3 separate regions of the Mus musculus genome follow, and regions 2 and 3 are each linked to region 1. Evidence: chromatin contacts called from public HiChIP or PLAC-seq and promoter capture Hi-C data. All regions are on one chromosome and are shown on one strand. The core of a region is the stretch at or near the end of the contact, and the rest is flanking DNA. Distances in the headings are between cores, read along the strand shown. Region 1 holds the start of Nkx1-2 (NK1 homeobox 2). Region 2 has its middle 54 kb from the start of Gm34645. Region 3 holds the start of Gpr26 (G protein-coupled receptor 26).

Region 1 (4,156 bases), core at 1,170-3,669:
GAGGACGTTGGTGGCAGGATAGGTGGGGAAAGTCTGATAGGGCAGAGCGCCAGGAACCGGAGGGCCAGGACTACTCCCAGTGGCACTGCCACCGCCCCCCGCTACCGCGCCCGGTGTCCCAGGCTGAGGCGCACCGCCTCCCGCCTGCACGGCGCCGTCGGCCCCTGGGTTCTGCTTCTTCCACTTGGTCCTGCGGTTCTGGAACCAAATTTTGACCTGCGTCTCCGTGAGGCTGAGCGACAGCGCCAGGTTCAGGCGTTCGCACACCGACAGATAGCGCGTGGCTCGAAACTTGTTCTCTAGGGCCACCAGCTGCTCGTAAGTGAAGGCAGTGCGCGCGCGCCTTGGCTTGGCGCAGCTGGACTCGGCTCGCCGGCGTCGGGGCCGCGGGGAACCGGGAGAGCCCGGGGACGCCGGGAGGCCTTCCGCGCCGCTCTCTTCCGTTCCCACCGCTACTGCCCGGGCCTCTGGTGAGCCCTCATGGACCCCCTGCCAGCGCTCTGGCTGGTGCGCGCGCCCCGCATCCTCAGCTTCCTCCTCCTCCTCTGCCTCGGAGCCCTCCACCGGAGACCCGGGGTCAATGCCTCGGCCCACCGCATCTAAAAGAGAAGGGGATGGTGACCAGAAGCCCATAACAATTCTACCCAATGGCACTCCCAAACCTTCTTGTCCTCCCAAGAGCACTCAGATTTGCCCTTGATCTAACTCCCAGTTCCTCCCCTCTCCCGACTTTGCCCTCTTGGTTTCTGAATCCACATACCCTAGAGAGCAGATTCGGGAGTACAGTGTCCTTTACAAATCTGCCAGTAAGTAGGCACACAAGAAGTACATGTTGGATGACACCCCGTTTCAAGAAAGTATAGTGACTTTATCAAACCGGGAAGAGCAAAGTCGGCTGTGCATTATGATAGGGAATGTCAAGTGCGTTTACTAGTGCATCTCTCTAGTCCCTAGGAGCCTATGTTGCTGTGCAACTCCTAGCAATTAAAAAAGAAGTTATTAAACCCCCATCCCCCCAAAAAAGAGAAATTCCCCCTTTCCCATCTTCTCTCTCCAGTAGTGTTAATAGAGTTTCAGATTTGTCCGGGGCCTGATCGATAGATGTCATCTATTAAAGGTAAGTTTTAATCGAACAATATTAGGATCAGACAGGGAAAGGGGGTTTGAAGTCAGTACCTGCAAGCTGCGGGCAGGAGATATGCAGGCGCCAGTAATAGAATATCGATCAAGGAGTTAGGGGGAGGGGAGCGCGGCCCCACAGAGAGACCATCCAAACAATTAATCCAGGCCCGCGGCCGGGACCCAAGCCAGGCCACCAGAGGCTTCCGGGGGCCCCAGACAATCACCTCCAAACTTAGGAAGGAGGAGGAGGGGCTGTGCTATATACAGCCCTCCCTGGGACCTGAATCCCTAGACCTTCAGCGTCTCCCCAGATAATCAATCCCATGCTCATGTCCCACTAAGCATGAATCCTGCTATCTTAAGTTCTTCCAGCCACAAACTTTCCGGAACCCTTTCTTTTGTGTCCACCAACTTCAGGGATAAGGGGGAAAGGTCTAGAAGAGAACACCAAAAGCTATTGGGGGTGGGGGCGTCCCCTGTTGAGTCCGGGAAAGAGCATGGGCTCTAAAGATGTTTCCGAGTGGTTGAAAAAAAAGCACCTAATCCGGGGAAGGCCCGAGCCTCGGTTGCCCCATACATAAAATGGGAGTGGTGTTAATGACACTACATAGTTGGAAGGTATTTTCATAACCTTTATCCCAAGCTCCTCGCCCAGGTTCTAGCACGTGGAGAGCACAATACACTTCCATTAGATCAGTGAGCCTGAGCTGTAGTTTATGTGAGCCAGTCAGAGTTGTGGCGCTCATTCACTGAGCAGGTGTTCAGGAAAAAAGCACACACTGGTCCTGGCAATCTCAGCCACGTCCCTACCTCTGTCCTCTTCCAAGTAGGGATGGCTCGCTTCGCACCTGCGCGGGATCACCTTTTCTAGTTCCCAGGCTACCAATAAACCTTGACTACTACACACACACACACACACACACACACACACACACACACACCACTTAGGCTTAAAACCGCCTCACATTCTTACCAGGGGTCTCCTGTGACCCGATTGGATTCCCCGAACAAGCATCTTGCCCTGCTTCCACCTCTTCTAAACTTTTCTTGGCTTCCAGGGCAGCGAGACGCACCGGCGGGAGGGCAGCTCGCGTGAATTTTTGCGGATCCAAGATGTCCAAGACAGAGAAGGAGATCTTGTGGTGAGAGGGGGCCGCCTTGGCCCCGACGTCCTGCCATGCCAACATGCCCGCCTCCCGCGGGCCCGAGGCCAGCCGTACTGGGGTCGGGGCTGGATGCGCTCAGCCGCTGTCTTCTGCAGTGGTTTGGCCACAGCTCTCCAGCCGCGAACTGGAATTTCCCCGCCAAGTGAAGCTGTAGAGGGGGGCAAGGAGGCGGGGCGGGAGGAGAGAAGCGGGGAAGGGGGCGGGGGGGGGGGCTGCTTGAGGATTGGCACTTGAGCTGGCCAGACCCCTTCCACGTGCAGTGAGCGCTTGCAGCCTCCACGAGACTATCCTGGGCAGCCGGAGGGGGGAGGGAGCGCTGACTAGAGGGACCCTCGCGCGCCAATGCGCGCTCCCGGTTCGCCGGGTCACCGTGGCATGCTGTGTGAAAATCTTTCCATGCTGCGGAGACTCGTGAAGGGCGTGAGGGAGGATTCCATCTCCGCTACCTCATCTGCACACACATTCACCTGACTGAAGTTTACTTATTTCTCTTGGGGCACTTGCCATCTTCCTTTGACCTGGCGATGCCACAGAGGCCAGACCTGATTGCTTCGCCATGATGCACGGTGCATCTCAAGCCCCATCCCTGAACCACAGTAAAGGCTTCGGGCACATTTACGTAAAAATTTTAAAGCCTCTGTGCATTTACAGTTTATAAAGCCCTGGGGCTTTCTCACTCTCTTTTGATTTTCTAGGCATTCCCCCCTGTGAGGTGGGTGTGGCCTGGGAACCACAGTCTGTGGTTTCAAACAGAAGGAAAATGAGGTTCAAAGATGAGCGGTGGCGCTACAGATGACAAGAGTCTGGACTGGGCCAAGGTTTTTCAGGTCATCCTGATGGCTTAGGATATGTGTGTGTGTGCGGGGGGGGGGGGGGAACCTTCTTGGAGGGGAGTTTTTTCTTTCCACTCGGAAGACCAGCAGGGCCTGGTCAAAAGGGGTCTATGGAAATACGCCTGCCCAGAGAGCTGAAGGCTTAGGGCTAGGTGGCTTGGCTAAAGGTGAGTATCCCTCCTCGGATACCATTTTCATTGCCTGTCAGGACTTCTCAGTCACAGATTCTATCATTAACATCAGAAATTGACTCTCTGGGTTCCTTTCCCAGCGTGAAGAAGGAAAAGGTTAAAAGATGCCTAGTGGTTTGAATTTAAGACCAGAGATGAGAGCCGATTAAAATGGCCCCATCTGCCCCCCAAGTCTCCAGGGAGGACAGCCGGCATTAGCAGTGAGGGAAAGTCTGCATAGCCACACCCACGGTGATATTCCTTTTTTTTTTTTTAAGGCATTCATTTCAGCGACAAATTCTGAAGCATTAGCCCCTCTGCACAGAACCGCCTTGGAACCCCCCCCCCCCCCCGCCACTTCTTTCTTCTTTGCCCCATGTGGTTCCCAGACAATGTCTTGACAATTAATATTGTCTAAGCAGGTAAGAAGTAGGAAGAGGAGGGGACTCCTCACTAAAGTGCTGGGAGCTGCTCATCCAATCTGTTATTAAAGAGGTGTCCTTGGGGGCTTGCTCCTTGTAGCTTTTCTCATTCAAACCTTTCAGCCCCTCCCAGGGGTGGCCACCATATTCCCTGCCGACTTTAAAGCCTTGCCGAAATTCAAGCCAGCTCCAGACCTAAAGTAAAGACGGAATGAGCTTTTAAAGCTAAGGGAAGGAAGTGCCCAGACCAAGCCCACCAGAACCCCCAACCCCCGACCCCCACCCTTGCCAAGGGAATGCGCGCTTTGTGAAACTCAGGGAAAAGACAACCCAGAGGTCAGGCCAAGGGACAATGCGTGCAAATCAGAGATTCTTCAGTAATGCGCATACTGTGTCTTCTGTTTGGATAACCGTTTCTCACCTAGTTCCCACATTTTTTATAA
Region 2 (4,156 bases), core at 1,156-3,655, 720 kb before region 1:
GCTTATTGGGGAAAATATAAACTGCTGAGAATATTTCAGTTTCCCCATGGTCCTTTGAGACACTATACCCGGTGCACCTGAACATGATGAGACCCACCCCCACCCCAGGGAAGCTGCCTGGTACCCAGTGCTGGGGAATGTCCTCCCCTGCAATGCAACAGTCCCCAAGGAGCTGGGAGCAGAGTCCCAGTGCCCATTCACTTGGGGACAAGCAGGAGTTAAGTTTCCTAGGTTCACTCAGAGCGCCATTATCCAGGGGTAGTGGGCGTAGCACAAGGCCTGCAAACACCTGTGCAGGTGTTTGCTCTGCACTTGACTCTCCCCAACTGGGCGGTGTCTCAGGTATCCCGGAGGCCCAGACCTGCCCAGGGATTGAGCACTGGAATGCCTCTTGAGGGACCTAGTGCTCAGGCTTGGCAGGGACACCCCTGCTCATTGTTCCCCTTCATCCCCATCCCAGAGACCACTGTACCACCATCTTCTGGGACGCTCCACAGTGAGGCACCTTCTGCCACATGCTCCCCAGTGGGCGCTCACAGGGGTGGAAGGAGGGCGAGTGTAGCTTCATCCCTGGCAAATCTCTCATTGTGCTTCTGTTAGATCTCTGGCATGGATGGATGGATGATCCAAAGGGCACAGGAGGGTTCCAGTTGTGTCACAGAGTACATATCTTTCCACAGGACCAAACTATGACCTAAAACTCCACCACCCTCAGCCCAACATAGCAGTCTCTCATCACCTGCCTCAGTTTCTCTGAATGCCATCTGTTTTCCACTCAAGTCATAAAAGAGTTGGACAAATGAGAAAACAGAAAAACAAACAAACAAACAACAACAAAAAAAAATCAATTTTAACTGCCAGTGTGGTCTTCTTGTGTAGTTTTTTTTTTTTTTTTTTTTTTTTTTTTGGACAAATAAGGGAGATTGCAAAAGAGCAAATGGCCTCTTACCCCAGGCCCTGATGGGGTCTGGAGCAGCACTGGACCCACCCATCAGGGAATTGACTGTTATACAACATGCTGGCCGTGAGAAAATGGCCAGGCTCTAGGTTAGGGACTCCTGTGTACTGTTGTCCTCAAATTCCATTTTAAAAAAACCTAGCCAATGTCCTTTAAAGATGCTGCCTGCATTTTAAAACACCAGAGCCATCAATTCTTGCCTCACAGTGTTAGTACTGCAGGAAGATAAGCCTTTCCTTGTCTTGCTCCATAGTTCTCCTCTGACATAAGGACCAGCTAGCGCAAAGCCAGGTGACACTTATGGCTATAGCCTCCCTTCTGAAAAATCACACAGTTTTTATAAGTGCAGCTGTGCTGCTCAGACTGGACATGACTCTCGCTGACCAGAGGAACAGTCTTGCTTGGTCTCCACTGACCAGCCCAGGAAGCTGAAAGAAGCCCTAGCTAAGAGGCTGGGTATCCCCACCACCACCTTACTCCCTGTTGGGAGCCATTTTGCTGGAATGGCTCCCAACATTTTCCTCTCCAGACTTCATTGGCTGACCTAGGCCCCGAACTCCTGTTTGAACTCTGCTCCTTGGGAGTGGGATAACCCCACACGTTGCTTTGTTCATATTTTGCCACCAGGCCTCACTGGTGGTTGATGTGTGTGAATCCAAGGGTAAAGGCCCTTAGAGATGCCTGAGAAGAGAAGAAGGATCCTAAGGTTTGTCGTTTGCATGCGTGGAAGGGAATAGAAGCCTCTGCAGCCTCTGGTAGACAATATCCCAAGAGGAACAGTGAGGAGGCCCTGGGACCCCACTGGGTGGCTCCACAGGCCTGGGTGGGAGAAACTCCTGTCCAGTGAGCACACAGTACCTTGGGCTGGCTGTCAGAAAACCACTCAGCAAATGAATGCCAGAACTTACTGTTGGGAAACACAGGCTCCAGACTTGGCCCCGTGCTTCTTAACCAGGGTAAAGGAGTCACTTTGGTGAAGACCCAGGCAAGGCCCAGAGCTTGATCCTACCAAGGAATGTTCTTACTCTCTGTTACAGTGAATACCAGAAGGGGATGTGGCAATTTCACGCATTCCAAGTCGAACTCTAGCCTGCTGGTCTCAGCCACAAGGCCCAACTGGACAGGGTTAAGAGAATGAGCCAGGGACCCTGAGCTGGCCTTTAGGTGTCAGGACCTCAGACAGAGCCAAAAGCAAGCTGGGAAGTGTCACCTGCCAGAGCTTCTTAGGGTGACAGGATCCTGACTTTCTTCACTGAGTCTCCCCTCACCAGGGGTCACCAGTGATCTATTCAGACCTACAATCTGTTTCGCTTACTTCACTTTTGTTCAGGCAATGTCTGTTTTCAGCAGACAACCACCCAGGGCTAGGCACTGCTGGTAACACAGAAACCAAACAGGGACCCACCATGCCCTGCTTGGCAAAAGTGCAGAGGGGTGAGAGAGTATATGTCTTCAGTGGGGAGAGGCTGCCCCCTGGTGGTTTGAAGCTGTACTGCATATGACGCAGCCTGGAGGGCAGGCAAGAGCTTTTTTGCATCAGCTTACACTGTTTTCTTTCAGAGCCCACCAGACACATAATTTAGCAACATCCATTTTGGCACTATGTACACCAGTAAAACCAGCAAACACAACCTGGAGTGCCAGATCTTAAATATCCACCGGCACACCACCCAGGGACCAGCCAAGCCTGAGAGCAGAGAGTTCTCGATAAGCAATATTCTCTCATTGAGCCCCAGTTCACATGTCCGTGAGAAAAGGAATTCGTCATTACAAGAAAAACTGTGACACACCTAGGGTGTTGGAAACAGGAAAACCTGGCCAAGATAAAGCCCCCACCTTTTGTGGGGTTTGTGTTCCAGTGGGAGACAAAAATAAATGAGAAAATTCAAATACGTTCTGTCTAATACAATCCAGGTGAAAGGTGAGCAGAGCTGTTTGAATATGAAGTGGGGCATATGGAGAGAGGGTAACTGCGAGCCGTGCTAGGTGAGCCCTGGAGGGGATTTGTTCTAAAGTCAAAAGTGCTCCAGTTAGAAGGAACAGTAAGGGTGTACTGGCAGGTGCCAGAGACTCCTCGCCTGGAAGTCAGCTATCTCAAGTGCTGTCGTTGGACCAGCAGAGAGGGAGCAAGTCACAGAGGAGACTGGAGGGACTTTAAGAACCCAGTCTTAAGAGTGAGGAATGCCAACAAGGCTTGCAGAGCAAGTGACACCTCCTGCTATACCAACTTGAAAAATCGCCTTGCCTACCCTCTCGAGCACCAATCTTGTGCACCGTGCATTTCCATCTGTGCTGTTGCCCCTATTCCTAGAAAGGACTCGGGGCACAGAGAGACTGGGAGTCTCCTCAAAGACACAACTATTTGGGGGTTCTGAAGCATGCAGTGCAGTTCCAGTGGCTTTGCATCTCATGCACAGCCACACTGGGGCCTCCTTCCTTCCACGTCCACTGTGTGGTACTTACTCGGGTTGCTGGAGCTTCCTCCTGTTCCTTATACCCTTCCTCTTTCTCCCCTAGACCCTTTCCACCCTCCCAGTTCCCAACAAGGATAAGTAAATGCCTTTAATTGTCATCTGGATACAGTCTAGAATTACCTGAGAAAAGAGTCTTAATGTGATGCTGTCTCCATGGGTTTTCAGTGAACATGACTGTGGAAGATTAATTAACTAAATTGACGTGGGAAGACCCAGTCCACTTTGGGTGGAACCCTTGCCTAGGCAGGGGGTTCTGAACCATATAGAAGCAGAGAAATTGAGTTGCACATAAGCAGGCAAACAAGTGAGCATATATGCATTTGTTTCTCTGCTCTTAGCTGTGGCTGTGCTGTGAGTAGCTGCCTCAAGATCCCTGCCTTGGTGCCTTCTGTGCTACGATGGATCACCACCTTAAAATTTACGCTAAAATAAACCCATTATTTTCTAAGTTGCTTTTTATCAGGGTATTTTATTACAGAAACAGAAGTGAAAGTAGAACATAAATTGGTACCAGGAGTTGGGGCTGTTATGATAAACCTGATCGAGTGACACTGAAATAACCACACACACACACACACACACACACACACACACACACACACACCCAAGCTGGTTTATTTCCTGAGTACTTTTTCACAGCAACAGAAATACAATTAGAACAGCATATATTTCTTGACTTTATGTTTGGCTGCATTAGACTCTACCTGGACCATCTTCTAGAGCC
Region 3 (4,156 bases), core at 493-2,992, 630 kb before region 1:
GGCCCCATGAGGAGACCAAGGGCTGAGAAGGATGACAGCATTCTGCTTGCTTTTCTCTTCCCTGAGAGGCAAAACCACTTCCACACAGTATCAACGCAGCTCTAAAAAACAGATAAGGAAGCCAAGACTCGGGGAAGATGGGTGTTTGGCTCAGGGTCTTGTGAGGTCAGTGAGTGATGTGCTGGTAACTGCTTAACCACGGGCTCAGATTGCGGGTGGGGCGGGCTGAGCTGTGACATTTGTTTGTTTCTGTGGTATAAATGCCCTTAGAGTGTCAGGTTTCTATTACCAATGTGCTGCCTCTTAAGGGGGGTTGCAGAAGGGTTCCCAGGCACCCTTGGAAGCTGGTAAGAAGTGGTCCTGTCCTGGGCACTCTTGGGTATATTCATTATAGTGGTGCTTAGCATCTGTCAAGGTGTAGAAGAGAAAGGCCATTGTTCTCTCTGACTTGCAGGTGCTTTAGATTAACCCCCTCCATCCTTGAATCTATGTGAGGGAAGATAATTAGTGTGATGGGGGAGACACAACAGCTCCCTTAGGGAAACTGTCTATATTTGGTTTCTTTCAGACTGAGGTCTGGCTATGTACAGTCATCACTGGCCATCTCACCAGGCTCTGAAATACAGTGTAGGTGGTCACTGGAGGAGGTAGCATCCCATAGAAAGGCAAGAGACTGAGGAAGCTCTGAAAGTTGTCACCTGTCTGTCCACCAAGCACCTTTGAAACTACGGAGTCTGGACTAGGGATAGAAGAGACACAGTTCCCACATGTTTACCTGAGGGGAGGCTGAGACCCTTTATGTCCCAAACTCTGATGATCTGGATCAAACAGAGACATCCGCTATCCTCCCATTCTCTGAACAGTTCATCCACATGCCTAATAAGCTTATACTCGCTGGCTCGCCACACCCAGAATGGACAGGACAGCAGCTGGCCCAGGACACAATGAGTGTCCAGAACCAGCTACACCAGGACTACTTCTGATGACCATGGACAGAGTGTGTTCTTGACTGATGGCATGCCCAAGGGATGTCCCGGTGAGCCTCAAGTGACCTTGCACCATATCTGAGAGTGTAGCTGAATGACTAGAGAGTGAAGAGACGAAGCTCTGGAGACTCAGTGTCCAGCAGTACAGCAACTGCCTGCAGATAGATGAGGGGAGATCTCAGGAGATCTCTGGCCATAATGCAAGACAGAACTGTGAATTCTATCCCAGCTCAGCAGAAGCCTAGCCAAGCTCCCCAGTTCATCTTAGATAACAGCAGCAATCCTAGATGCTGGGCAGCTATGGGGCAGGTGGACTGGGTCAAGGTCTGGTCACCTAGGCAGGGACAAGCAGCACTGGGACATGAGGGTGCCCAGACATTCTTCCCTTTTCCTAGATTTCTTGACTCAGCCTGTCTCCAGCTCATATAGGGGAGGATAGAAAGGAAGGGGAGGAGGGGAGCCACTGGGAGCCAGCCATTCTGCAAGGGAGCCGGTAGGGCTCCTTCCCTCCAAGTGTGTGTGTGTGTGTATGTGTGTGTGTGTGTGTGTGTGTGTGAGAGAGAGAGAGAGAGAGAGAGAGAGAGAGAGAGAGAGAATCGGTGGGATTTCCTTCTCAGAAGCAGCCAGTTTCCTAAGAGAAAAAAGAGAGAAAGGAGAAAGAAAGGGAGGAGAAAATTGGAGGTGGGAGAGACAGAAGGGGGAGGGGGCAGAAAGTGAGAGCACACAGGAGACTGAGCACAGAGGCAGAGAGAGGGAGACAGAGAGAAAGCCACAAAGCAGAAGGGTGTGCGGAGCAGAGCCAGAGCTGAGAGGGACCCAGTAAGGGCGGGTGCAGGCAGACGCAAAGCCAGTGACCACAGGAGACTGCGACCCCGGATTCCAGGGCACTTCAGGAGGTCAGAGGAGCACAGGCCAAGAGGTGGTGCGGGACTGGGAGTGAACACTCGCCTAGGTGATCGCCGGTGAGGTGACCCCAGACTCCGAGTGGTTCCGTGCCCAGGTGCTCGCCTGGGAGGTGGCGCGGGGCTCCGGGAGGCTGCGTGCCTAGGTGCTGGCCCAGGGGGTGGCGCGGGCTTCTGGGTTGGTGGATGCCCTCTGGGTAGCCATGGCGACAAGGGCCAGGGGTCGCTGGGCTGCCGTGTCGCCTAGGGGCTGAGTCGACAGCAGGCTGCGCCATGGCGGCGCGGGGTTGCGGGCCCTGAGCGCCAGCGGCGGGCGCGCACCATGAACTCGTGGGACGCGGGCCTGGCGGGGCTGCTGGTGGGCACTATCGGCGTGTCGCTGCTGTCCAACGGGCTGGTGCTGCTCTGCCTCCTGCACAGCGCTGACATCCGCCGCCAGGCGCCGGCGCTCTTCACTCTCAACCTCACGTGTGGCAACCTGCTGTGTACCGTGGTCAACATGCCACTAACACTGGCCGGCGTCGTGGCACAACGGCAGCCGGCCGGGGACCGCCTGTGCCGCCTGGCCGCCTTCCTCGACACCTTTCTGGCCGCCAACTCCATGCTCAGCATGGCCGCGCTCAGCATCGACCGCTGGGTGGCTGTGGTCTTTCCGCTGAGCTACCGTGCCAAGATGCGCCTCCGAGATGCCGCCTTCATGGTGGCCTACACGTGGCTGCACGCGCTCACCTTCCCGGCCACCGCGCTCGCCCTGTCCTGGCTCGGCTTCCACCAGCTATATGCCTCGTGCACACTGTGCAGCCGGCGGCCGGACGAGCGCCTGCGCTTTGCTGTCTTCACCAGCGCCTTCCATGCGCTCAGCTTCCTGCTCTCCTTCATCGTGCTCTGCTTCACGTACCTCAAGGTGCTCAAGGTGGCCCGCTTCCACTGCAAGCGCATCGACGTGATCACCATGCAGACGCTTGTGCTGTTGGTGGACATACACCCCAGGTGAGTGCCCTGACCCAAGACTCTGAGCACTTGGTATTGAGTTAGGAAGGTCCCAGCATCCCGGGAGATCCCCTTTCTGCATCAATGGCATTAAGCACGGGTGGAATAGCAGATCCTGTTTAAACGGGTGCCTAGAGCTTCACTTTCTGAAACATGGGACTGAAACCCCAGCCAGAACATCTTGTTACCCTTATACTCTGGGCAGTGAACTCTGTTCACTTTTCGAAGCTTGAAAGTGGTTTGGATCTGAGAGGGGTATCTAGAGGATTGGAAAACCCTTAAGAACTCTTCAAATGGTGGGTGTTATTCCTCTGGGTCTTTGCAGTCCTGGGTGTGGTGCCACCTGGATCTCCTCGCATGAGTCCTCATTAAACAGAATCCATAGCACCTTCTCCCAGTGATGAGCTCTGAGGGCCCCAGTTCTTCTTGCCTTCCTAGAAGGTTCAGTCCATCGTTTTCTAGACTTGGAACCTCAAGGTCCCTTAAAGAATTTGTATCTCAGGTTTCTGAAACCAAGCCTGCCCACCACTTCCATTCTGTTGACTTGCTATTTCTTTGGAGAAGAAGGAGGGAGGCAAATGGAAAGATGGACTGGGAACCTCCGTGGTCCTTAGTGTTCCTTAGGGAGAAGAGGAGGAAACTGTCAATCGGGCTGTTCTGAGCTCACCTCATCTTTCCTCTTGAGACTAGGACATCAAGAGGGAGGGTGCTTCTGTGGCCTCTGCCAGTTTATATACATTAAAAGCAGACTCCCTCTCTGCTGCCTGGGACTTAGGAGTCCACTTGACACAGAAGATACAGCACACAGGGAGCAATAGTGATGGACAGTTAGGCTTCAATGTGTGAGCAGAGCCCCAGGATGTGGGGAGCCTTGGGGAATGGAATGTAGACCCCAATGTATATTCACCCTCCAGGGCACAGTGGACAGACTGAGCAAAAGCCTTTGTGAAGCTTCCCTGCCTTGAGCAATGTCACTATGCTGAATGTTACTCTACCCGCTCATCAGAAGGGCATGGCTGAGTGTGTCTACTGCCACCCCCTGAGCACACATTCAAGATGACATGGTGGTCCAGTCTTTCCCAAATAAAATCTTCCCCACAGAAGCTTAAACCAAATGTGCTTACATCAGCTCTCTCAGCAATGGTCTGTGCAGTTTAGTCATTTCAGGAGAGAGTCTGAAGCCACACTTGTAGAAACATTCCCGTTCATTGTCCTTCACTTTAGAAGGGGCTGGGGCTGGGTCCGGGTCCGGTTCTGGTTCTGGTTCTGGGGCTAGTT

What was found. Promoter capture Hi-C pulls out the DNA fragments that hold promoters and counts their contacts. HiChIP or PLAC-seq counts read pairs in DNA pulled down with a chosen protein or histone mark.
Region 2: a promoter capture Hi-C map of liver shows a contact between it and region 1, with 3 times the contacts expected there. The contact joins the enhancer-like site here to the promoter of Nkx1-2 in region 1. A contact is called at or near these places in 3 of 39 promoter capture datasets (embryonic stem cells and liver), 1 of 484 Hi-C or Micro-C datasets (cortical neurons), 4 of 115 datasets of contacts at active chromatin or transcription factors (bone marrow-derived macrophages, embryonic basal ganglia, embryonic forebrain and 1 more) and 1 of 9 other capture datasets (adipose tissue).
Region 3: a contact with region 1 is called in an H3K4me3 HiChIP or PLAC-seq map of embryonic forebrain, with 4 times the contacts expected there. The contact joins the promoter of Gpr26 here to the promoter of Nkx1-2 in region 1. A contact is called at or near these places in 1 of 39 promoter capture datasets (embryonic stem cells), 1 of 115 datasets of contacts at active chromatin or transcription factors (embryonic forebrain) and 1 of 9 other capture datasets (embryonic stem cells).

What each region holds. Positions count from the first base shown.
Region 1 is chr7:132,597,218-132,601,373 of GRCm38.p6, forward strand. Nkx1-2 (NK1 homeobox 2) reads right to left here and starts at 2,420. Exons shown (of 2, transcript NM_009123.2): 1 at 2,096-2,420; 2 at 1-599. The coding sequence starts at 2,309.
Region 2 is chr7:131,880,021-131,884,176 of GRCm38.p6, forward strand. No RefSeq gene overlaps it. Among named protein-coding and RNA genes, the nearest start is that of Gm34645, 54 kb to the left of the region's middle. Within about 2 kb of position 2,406, at least 3 of the 459 cell types and tissues checked have an H3K27ac peak or open chromatin away from gene starts, as enhancers often do.
Region 3 is chr7:131,964,718-131,968,873 of GRCm38.p6, forward strand. Gpr26 (G protein-coupled receptor 26) reads left to right here and starts at 1,743. Exons shown (of 3, transcript NM_173410.3): 1 at 1,743-2,878. The coding sequence starts at 2,211.